2 separate regions of the Sus scrofa genome follow, and region 2 is linked to region 1. The links are chromatin contacts, called in public HiChIP or PLAC-seq maps. All regions are on one chromosome and are shown on one strand. The core of a region is the stretch at or near the end of the contact, and the rest is flanking DNA. Distances in the headings are between cores, read along the strand shown.

The links. HiChIP or PLAC-seq counts read pairs in DNA pulled down with a chosen protein or histone mark.
Region 2: an H3K27ac HiChIP or PLAC-seq map of skeletal muscle shows a contact between it and region 1. The contact joins the enhancer-like site here to the promoter of STARD13 in region 1. A contact is called at or near these places in 15 of 47 Hi-C or Micro-C datasets (adipocytes, embryonic fibroblasts, epiblast stem cells and 7 more) and 1 of 2 datasets of contacts at active chromatin or transcription factors (skeletal muscle).

What each region holds. Positions count from the first base shown.
Region 1 is chr11:9,736,689-9,741,502 of Sscrofa11.1, forward strand. It overlaps STARD13 (stAR-related lipid transfer protein 13), which reads right to left and starts at 1,682. Exons shown (of 18, transcript XM_021065185.1): 1 at 1,299-1,682. The coding sequence starts at 1,422.
Region 2 is chr11:9,688,079-9,692,938 of Sscrofa11.1, forward strand. The region is part of intron 1 of STARD13 (stAR-related lipid transfer protein 13); the gene reads right to left. Among named protein-coding and RNA genes, the nearest start is that of STARD13, 48 kb to the right of the region's middle. Within about 2 kb of position 2,858, at least 68 of the 83 cell types and tissues checked have an H3K27ac peak or open chromatin away from gene starts, as enhancers often do. A contact at or near this core is called in liver, mesenteric adipose tissue, retroperitoneal adipose tissue and 2 more, where this site is marked.

The DNA.
Region 1 (4,814 bases), core at 432-2,931:
GTGTAAGGACAGAACTTCTAGCAAAGGACTTCTACAGCTCTTCAATGAGGAAAAGGGGGAGGAGCCCAGACAAGGTGAAATCTTCCTTCTCACCCTTGGCATCCCTGCCCTCTGTCCAGGTTTCACACCTTCTTCTTCTCTAGACCTCTCTTCCGCCCCTGTAGTCACTGGCCCACTCAGAAGATACTGTTGGAGAGACAGGAGGCAAGAAGATCCAGACGCTAGACTCATGGTCAGCTCAGGGGCCCTTCCCTCCACACTTCCCCCACTTCCAGAAACATCCTCCACACCTAACACTTGGGAGAAGCAGTCCTAAATCCTACTCTGCCAGTGAGCTGTGCTGTGCAGTGGGGCCACCTCCCCTTATTGTGACAGGTATGCTGCGGTGACTAACCCCACCTAATGTTCCCAGCATGGGCTCTGAGGAGCCTCAGACCACTGACTGCTTTCCTGGTCCTGCCAGAAAGTAGTTCCAAGGAGCACGCACAGAAGAAGGACCGCAGCCAGGAGGATGAGGGAGGTGCTAAGGAAGGGACTGGCCTTCTGACCTAAGCAAGGATTCTTAAGGACCTCTGAGCTCAGAATAATCAATCACCTCTTCTCTTCCTCTGATTCGCCAGCGATGGATTACAAAAGGGAGGCCTATCTTTTGCAGTCTCTAAGTGAGGAGAGTCTGATCCACAGCTGGCAAGGGTTGTGGGCAGCTACCTACAGGCACCAACTGTCCACCTGTCTTTCCCCAAATCCTCCCCTCCTGCCCCTACAAACATCTGGTCTCCCAGAGCTCAGGATACGCTCCCTAGTCTTGTTTTGACCTCCCCCCCCCCCCCACCACACACACACACACACACAAGCAGTGGACACATCCCTTGTGGAAAAGGAGAAGTTGGGAGAGGGACTGCCCTCCCAAAAGGCCAGCTGGGCTGGCCACTCATTCATTCATCGGGCTGGGGTGGGGCGGATGGCGGCGGAGCGGGGGCCAGGCCACCCTAAGGACACGGCCAGGTAACCCCGCGCGGGCTCCCGCCCCGCGTGCAGCGGCCCGCGGCTGTCAGAGCGCACGGGGTGGAGCCCACACCCACCCGGCCTCTGCGCGGGGAAAGCGGCGAGCCTGACGCTCCCGCCCGCCCGGCAAGGGTGGTGTGAGCAGCCTCCTCCGCCCAACCCCAGACTAGGAAAACCCGAGCTGCCCAAAGCGGGGCCGGGGCCGGGGCCGGGGCCGGGGGCCGGGGGCCGGGCGGGCAACCCGGCCGGCGCCTCCTCCCGCCCCCGCGGTTCTGCGTCTCCGGGGCACCGACCTGCCAGCCGCCTCTCCCGGACGTTCTTCCACAGCCGATCCCAGGCTCTGGCCGTGGAGTCCCGCAGCTGCTCACTGATTGACCTCCTGAGCTGCGTTTGGAAGGGTTTCCGTTTGCCGGTCATTTTTGCTCCGTCCGCATAACGACCCGCGGGCGTGCCACCGTCACTCCCGCGTGGCCCGCAACTCAGACGCCCCGCGGCTCGAGACGCCAGATGCCGGATTCCCGCCCGGGGCCCGGGCCCCGCCGCGGCGCGACATGGGTCCTCCGCCGTCCCGCGCGGGGGCCGGGATGCGCCGCCACGGAGCGCGCCGCGCAGGGGCCACCTCTGCGCTCCGTCAACTCCGCTACTCCTTTCCCACTTTGCCTCCGCTCCCTCCCCTCCCTTCTTCCCTCCCCCCTCACTCCGGGACGGTCCAGCGCCCCACTCCTTCCCCCAGAGAGCTCTCGCCCCCTCCCTCCTCCTCCTGCTGGGTCCGACGGCCCCCAATTACTGGGCGTCCACACCCCGCCCCCGCCACCCCGCTTTTCATTTTCCCTCAGACACAGGGGCTGTACCCTCGTCCTCCCATTTCTTGATATTTGCCATTTTTCACTCTGAGAAACCGCCACCATCCCAACCATTACAAAAATTTAAAACTGTGCCACAGCTGGTGCCGAAATAACTCATCACAGTTTTCCCGAGTTCAAGTCACTTGAAATCGGCTCCTCCGTCTGGCTGACATTCTTTTGGAGTTAGATACTGGTGCTCTCGTATTATATGTCAGTCTTTCCCGGTTTCCTCAGTGAAATGATTACCTGGCTGCAAGCTACAATCACATTGATTTGTTCATTGCATAGCTTTGAGTCTAGAGGAAAATAACTTGTAAATATTAAGGTCAAACCGTGAGGAACCCGCGTAAAATAGATTCACATATTCTGGTAAAGCATTCGAATAGGTATGCAGTTTAAAAAGTAGATACTATGAGGAAGTGAAATGTGAAAATAAAAGAATTTGGAGGGAGTTTAACCAATAACATGACGTAGGCTTATAATTAGAAAGCAACCCTGATTCCTTCAGGTAAGAGGGAGGAAATACACTGGCTCTTTAAGAAATACCTGAGGAGGCGGTGGGGTCCGGCTCATTTCCCTGGGCTCTCAAACTTTACCCCAAAGGTGAAGACAGTACTAGCTCAGGCCTCAGAGTGTCCTGTTATTCTTAAGGCTTTGCTTTTAAAGGGCTTGGAGGACCTTAGAGAAAGTAATTTTGACCATGTTTGATGTCACTCCATGATGTGATGAGTTGATGTCATACGTCTCAAGCTTGGCTAGGGAACTTGAAGTATTTCAAAAGGGAATTTCCGAATTATTTAAACAGTAAAATGGCTTGAATATCATTTCTTCTTCTTGTCTTTGTACCAGGCTGCTAAATAACCCAAGTTTAGTTAGCTGTCTTCTATTTTTTATTTAATTTCAGGTGCCCCATGTAAAGTTTAACAATTCAAGAAAGTTCTTCAGTCCTCTGTTATATAAATTGTTCTTGACGTAAGGAGTGGAAGTTAACAGCCACCTGAAGTATCCCCTCTACCATTCTACATTTTTGGTAAACATTCCCTCTACTAGCTTGTATTGTTAGTAGAAAGTGTGTGTGGGGGGATAATGATGGTAAAAACCATCTTTATTATTTTATTTTGTTATTTCAAGTATTCAAAAATGGTCACTAGTGAAACACTCAGAATGAGCTAGAAAGTAATGGTTGGTTTTTTTTTTTTTTTTTTTTTTTGGTGCCAAACTGCTAAACCTTTGAAATTGTCAGTTATGAAGCAATAAGTCATGGATCAGAAGTGGACTTGAAACTACGGCAGCCAGTTACAGACTAACCCAGATTGCTTTCTGGACCCCTGCCAAATACCCTTTTGATTACCTCCTGTTTTGTATGCATGCAGTGGTAAGGAAGTGCTCTACAAGAAGCACGATTTGTGTTATCTTAAAGTGACTGCTGTACGGTGTAACGACAAAACGTTTCACAGTTGCATTCCCAGGAAAGCCATGTATTTAGCTTAAAAAAAAAAAGATCTCTAATCGAATCAAACAGAGGCAGTAATTGTAACATTATATGCCCAGGAATAGAACATTACAAGGAACAGTCCGGCTATTTCGCTTATCATTTAGCTCTAAAATCCAGGGCCCCTAATACGTTCCATTTTAATACGTTTTATATCCAGATGTCAAGGGTTAGGGGTTTTCCTTAAATGACTAATTTGAAGATAAATTCTGGCTTTGCAAGTTTGTTTCGTTCTGGCTGTTGAAGGGTCCATGAATTCAGGACTGTCCAAGGGAAGCCAGATGAAAGACTGGAATGATTTGCCCAGAACAGGTGCCACACAGCACAGCACAGCTCTCTCTGCCTGCCTGGCTGCTGGCACTGCTGGAGGAAGTCTTACAGCTGTGCGGATGCAGCCGCCACAAATGCAAAGGTTCTAAACTTAAGGGGCTACTTAGAGACTTTTATAGAGGCCCTTGGCATCCACTCCCATTTCTCAGGAGCCCTATTTCCAAGCTGAACCTTAAGTAAGACCCCTCGTGGATTACCCTCCCCTCTGGGGTCTTCCCCTTGAGCAGACAACAGTACCACCTACTTCACAGAAGAGAAATCAGGCAGCTCCTCATCCCATTACCTTCTTACTTACTCCCTTCCCTCCCAGTACATGAAAGAGGTATCTCTCTTCCTACCTAAGATTTGGTCCTTGACCTGTGCTCTGCTTAGTATCTTTTCTTGTTCCTACAAGGACTTGGCTACATCAGTTATTTCCTCTGACTCCTACACTCTCAAACCCCTCCCTCTCCATGGGCTTGACCTTCACATCTGGAGCTTTTTAAAACCACACCCAAACCAAAACAATAACCATAACAAAGCACACTGCCTCTACCCATATCTCTTGGAAAAGAAGTACTGCCTTAACACGGCGATCTGGATGCCCACACTAACTCACTGAAGCCAGTCTTGGCAAGGTCACCAATAACTGCCTGGTGGCTACAGCTAATGCATGTTTCCAGTTGTTCTTACTCTTTCTGGGGCATGTGGATGATGGGACACTGTGGACCACTCCCTTCCTCTTGACACCGCCTTGTCTTGTGGTTGTCAGGCTCCACTTCCCCTGGTCTCCTCCATCTCACACTGTGCCCCACGCAGCCACGGGGTTTGTCTTCAGAGCCCCGGTTCCACCAGCTCAATGTATGTATTCCCTGGGTTTCAGTTCTCAGCCCTACCCCCACTTTTTCCTCTGCCTCAGTGTCCCCGGGTGATTATATTCCTTTCTTTGGTTTCAACCCTCACCTCTGAAGGCTGAGGCTGTGGCTGGAAGCAGAGCCAAGTTTGACTCTGGGCATGTTTTGGTCCCTGAGTGCTCCCTACCTATAGGGCTGTATTGTGGTTTTTTTTAAATGTAATCATTTCCAAGAAAGGATTTAACCAATGGTACCATGCTGCTGCCCAGTCATTATCGCTATCACATTGCTCTCCTATCCCAAATCTTT
Region 2 (4,860 bases), core at 1,608-4,107, 47 kb before region 1:
AAACCACACAGCACTTTACTTTCAAAAAAGAAATAAGACCAGATTGAAAATCTCACAGTTAAGTGACCAGTTTAAATCTGTGATATGGTTCATTGCTATACCCTGAGTGGAAAAGACAGAGATATTACATTATTCAGAAACCAAAGGTTCAGTAGTTTAATACTCAATATAAAAACAAACCAGAAAAATGGGTATTATTGAGCACAGTCTCTAGAGATACATTCAAATACCAGCTCCTACTATGTGGCCTTGGAGAAGTTATTTGAACTCTACGTATTTCTGTTTTCACGCCTTTAAAATTGATATAATAATAGTACTCACCTGCAAGAATTTGTTTTTTGAGGATAAAATAAATGGACATATATATGCAAAGCTCTCAGAGCAGTGCACAAACTGTAAATAATCGATCAGTATCTTCTACTATTACAGTAAGCAATCTACGCATACAGTAAACCCAGTCAAATCATTTTGCTTCTGCTCTCTCAATGTCTTATGATACAATTGTATGCTATTAACAAATAATGAGTTCCTAATCACTGGACTGTTGGAATTTTTTTCAGACTTCCCTATGATGCTAATTGTCACTTCATTTTTAGGCATTCCTGAGCTTCCAAGGTTCCACTGCCCAACATCAAATAGGGAGGATGCTCAGACTTTCTAATGAGGCAACATGAAACATAGACACAGAATACACATTCGATGACCGTGCATGTGCTCCTTCATAACTGCAAGTCTTCGATGGAAAAATAATCTTCATTCCAAAAAGAACACAAGTAATTTTTAACAAAATCAACCCCTGTAAATTCACTTAAGGAGACTGTCAAAGATATTCCAAACTATCTGCATGCGCTGTCTGACACAATACACTCTACACGTATGCCGAGGAACACCTACAGGGTGCAGACTATAAATCATCATCCAACGTTCCTCGAGCCCCCACGTCCATAACGATGATGGCATCTGGTCAAGCACTGTTGTCACACAGCCCTGAAACTAAAATGGAGCTGGTTTTTATTCTAAGCCTAATGTATTTTTAAATCAAGCCACAGGGAAATAATTACTTTTGTTTCTATTCAATCAAGACCTGCACACAGAGAGTTTATGGAATGACATAATATCCTTCCTGAAATCAGACTGGTATGTAGGACCAGTATCCTTCACACATATCCAGTTCCTGAACCTTTAAAAACAAATCCCAATTTCCAAGGAAACAATCTCATCAAATGCTGCTCACTAGAATACATATTGTTCCTTTTGGAAACATTACAATAAGATTTTCATGATTACGAACTCCAACTTCCCTTCTAAAATTAAATATAATCTTAAACTCATTTATTTAAGTGGAAATTTATTTTTATAATGGCTCTAGAAAATCCTGGTCATTGGTGGTTATGTATCACCGATATAATAATTTAGTTATTTAGTTAGCCTGGGAGTGGGTGGTTATAAACTTCATAAACTTATTATGTATGTGGGGGTATGCGTGGGTATATGTCTTTTTCTTAGGAAGGTTCACCTTTCTAGTTTCTACAAACGTACCCTAAGATAAGGGGCATGTTTTAAACTATTACCAGAGAATAATGAGTTTTAGTAATCCCCCCACCCCCAGAATAAAAAGGAACACCCAATAGCTTGTAATCAATTTTCCTCTCCTCTCTGCCTTATGCAGCTGATGCTCCTGTCACAAGATTTGTTTTGAAGTTAGCAGACAAGCTTATCCTTTACCAGAAAAACAGTATCAACAAATCAGTGGCAACTCCTGACGTAAACAGGCAAAGAGGCAGAGAATGTGATTCTGATTGTCAGCCCAAGGGCTTTAAGAACAGAATTTTAACTTTCTCCTGTCAGGTAAGAGTATTGTAAAGAATCTGGGCAGGGTGAAGCTAGTCCTCCGCTCCCCCCCGCCCCCCTTAAATAAACCAGTGTCTAAGTTTTAAACATGACAGGGTGTGAGGAACCTTCAGAGAAGCGCCTAAAATACACACCGAGGAAACCTGTCTCATTTATTCTGTAGACATATACGTAGTTTTGGAAATTTATGATTCGCTGTCCTGCCGTGAAGGTTTTTGTGGACTTAATGTTGAGTTATGTGGCAGCTAAGCGCTGTCACTGTTTGCTTAAAACTGCAGCCTGAAGCTACTTCTCAAAGTTAGGTGCAGCGTGGCAGAGAAACCCATACAATGTAAAGTGAAAACAGCTTTCAAAACTGCGTTAGCACGAAAGAGAGCCAACAGAAATCAGAATTAGCAACAGCCTTCCACTGCCGGCGACTCACCTTGTTGAATTTTAGTCACTAGCTGATGGCGTGCTAGAATCCGGCTCATCCTGTAAGGAGAGCGCCTCGCAGTCTGATCAAATCGCAAATACATCTCCTGGCTCTCAGGTGTCAGGGCATTTAGATAGTAGCAGCCTGAAGCTGGGGTCCTGGGTCCCTGACTGAACATCCCGGCAGATTTTCGTTTGCCACCTCAGTCTGCCCTGTGGCTGTTTCCGTCTGCCTCCAGTCTCAGTCACGGTGCAAGGCACCCAGCCCAGCAGAGCTCAACAGACCCAGCGATTTTTAAAAAGAAAAGGAGTGCCAAAAGCCACAACTCAGAATTCCAACCTCCCCTCCTGGGCCTCACGTGACCCCGCGGAGCCAATCAGAGGCGGGCAGGAGATGAGCCCGTACGCCGTCGGCTGCCGGAGCCCCGGAGAGACCTTGCTCCAGGGGCTCGGGTCCCCGACTGCGCGGGAAGCGAAGGCTCCTGCCCTGCCTCCGAAGTGACTAAGCCCCGAGAAGCTGCACTCACTGAAAGAGCTGAGGGAGAGGAGAAAGGGCAACAGAAGAAAACTAAGCCCTGGGCACAGGAAATCGTTCCAGCTGTAAACGATAGAGAAAGCACACCCGCCTTCTCCAAGGCAGCTGCAGCGAGGTACAGAGATGGGTGTGATACACGATTTAAATGAAAAACTACTTCCAATAAGCATAAACAGCTGAGGATAAATGACCACACTTCATTACAAAAGAAATGGATAAAGCTTTTCCAGGGAAAAGTACACTTCCAGTCCTTTAATGCCCGGAGGAAATGCACTCCAGGCCCCTGACCTGCATGGGAAGCTGAGAGCTCTTACAGATGAAACTGGCACAGGCGAGGGCATCAACATATTTAAGTATCTTCCCCTTTAAAATCTTCTACTTCCTCAATTATTAATCAGCCAGAAGAAGAATACTCTTCAAGTGCCTATTCCATTTAAGACACTGCGGGAATCACAGTAAAGATGCAGATTCATGCAAAGCTGCTGTGGCCAAGCTGCTTGGGATCAGTAGAGAAGTTGTGCAAAAGGGTATAATGCAGGCCTTATGTGAAAGGGCCTCAAAAAAAGACCTAAGAACAATATTAAAGGGGAGTATTATTACTTTTGACTGGGGTGATGATGAGAGCAGGCCACACAGAGAAAGAGACATCTGGGTGGGCTTTTAAGAAATGGGTGGGATTCTGACAGGCAGGGGCTGAGGAGGGTCTGTGCCCACATATATGGACAGGGGAAACCAGAGTGTGTGTTTAAGGAAACTGCGAGTGATTCCACTTGGCCATATCCGAGTGTACATGTGGGAGTAATCAGCATTTCCCCCCTATTTTTTCTCTTTAATATTGTTTGATGTGAAGAGAAAAAAAAAATCTATAGAAAATGTTATTGAATTCTGAGCCTGGGGCTGAAGGAATAAAGTTATTTGGAAAAGAGGCATGTGGCCAAGTTGTTCTTATATTTGGTAGATTCAAACTGAAACACAGCCGGGCCTGGAATTTAGAATCCCAATAATGAAAAACTCTCGATTGGAAGTTCAACAGGACTTAAATTAGGATCTTGATTCTTGGTGCTATGGCTAACTGTGGTCAGCCCCAACACCTGCGGAATTTCTGCACTTCTGAGAAGCAGCTCATTTCGCGTAAATATCTTACTAGGTAAATGAGCACATGAATAAAGACTCCCAGGGCTACAATGGACTCTTCTTTCTCTCTCTGTTCTTCTCCCTCTCTCTCCCTCCCTCTCTCCCTGCACTTGAGAGCCTCTTCTAATCACCATGCAAAAATAAGTAAGGGTCAGGTTTTCAAGTCAGCTCTGATGCAGGAAAGGAAAGGAAAGATGCACTGGGTCCTGTTGTTCCTTTTCCATTTTTCATCAGCCCTTGATCATAGTTTTTCTATTCCAGAGGACCTTTTGTGCATGGTGAGAGGGATCTGAGATCTGGTGCCTCTGGATGTGCCAGAAGCATGGGCATTACTGGCAGACAGGCTTAGTACCCTACTGCAGTTTAGATGCTTGTGAGGCCCACTCCCCAAGCCCAGATCCAGCACTGGCTACCGTGTCATGCCGATGCTGATGCCAGCCACCTCATACACATGCTTTTGGCTTGATGTCCAATGGTGACGACTCGCTGTTGCAAACACCTGGCAGTTATCCCTTTGCAATGGAAGAGTATAGAAGAAGAGTAGAGCGAGAAAGAAGGATGGAACTTGGGAACTTTGGATATATTCTGGGAAGCCAAGCAAAGGGAAGCAAAAGGCAGGAAATACCACACAGGTGTTTTTTAGCTGTGAATAACACTTAAAGAAAGACTGACCTTTCCCAACGCCAACCTCGAAATTCAATACTGACTTGGCTGAGTTTTAGAAATAAACGGAAAGATGCTTCCTGAGAAGCCCTGCAGTGTACCTCAGGTTACTAAATGAAAATCACAATGCCCCTTTTTTTGCTCAATAGTGAACACAGGAACACGTTGAAGGACCTGAGGTGTTTTGTTCTGAAAACATTAAGATCATGCAGATGTATTCTTTGGTACATATATCAACAGATACAGATACTGTGAAGTGTAGT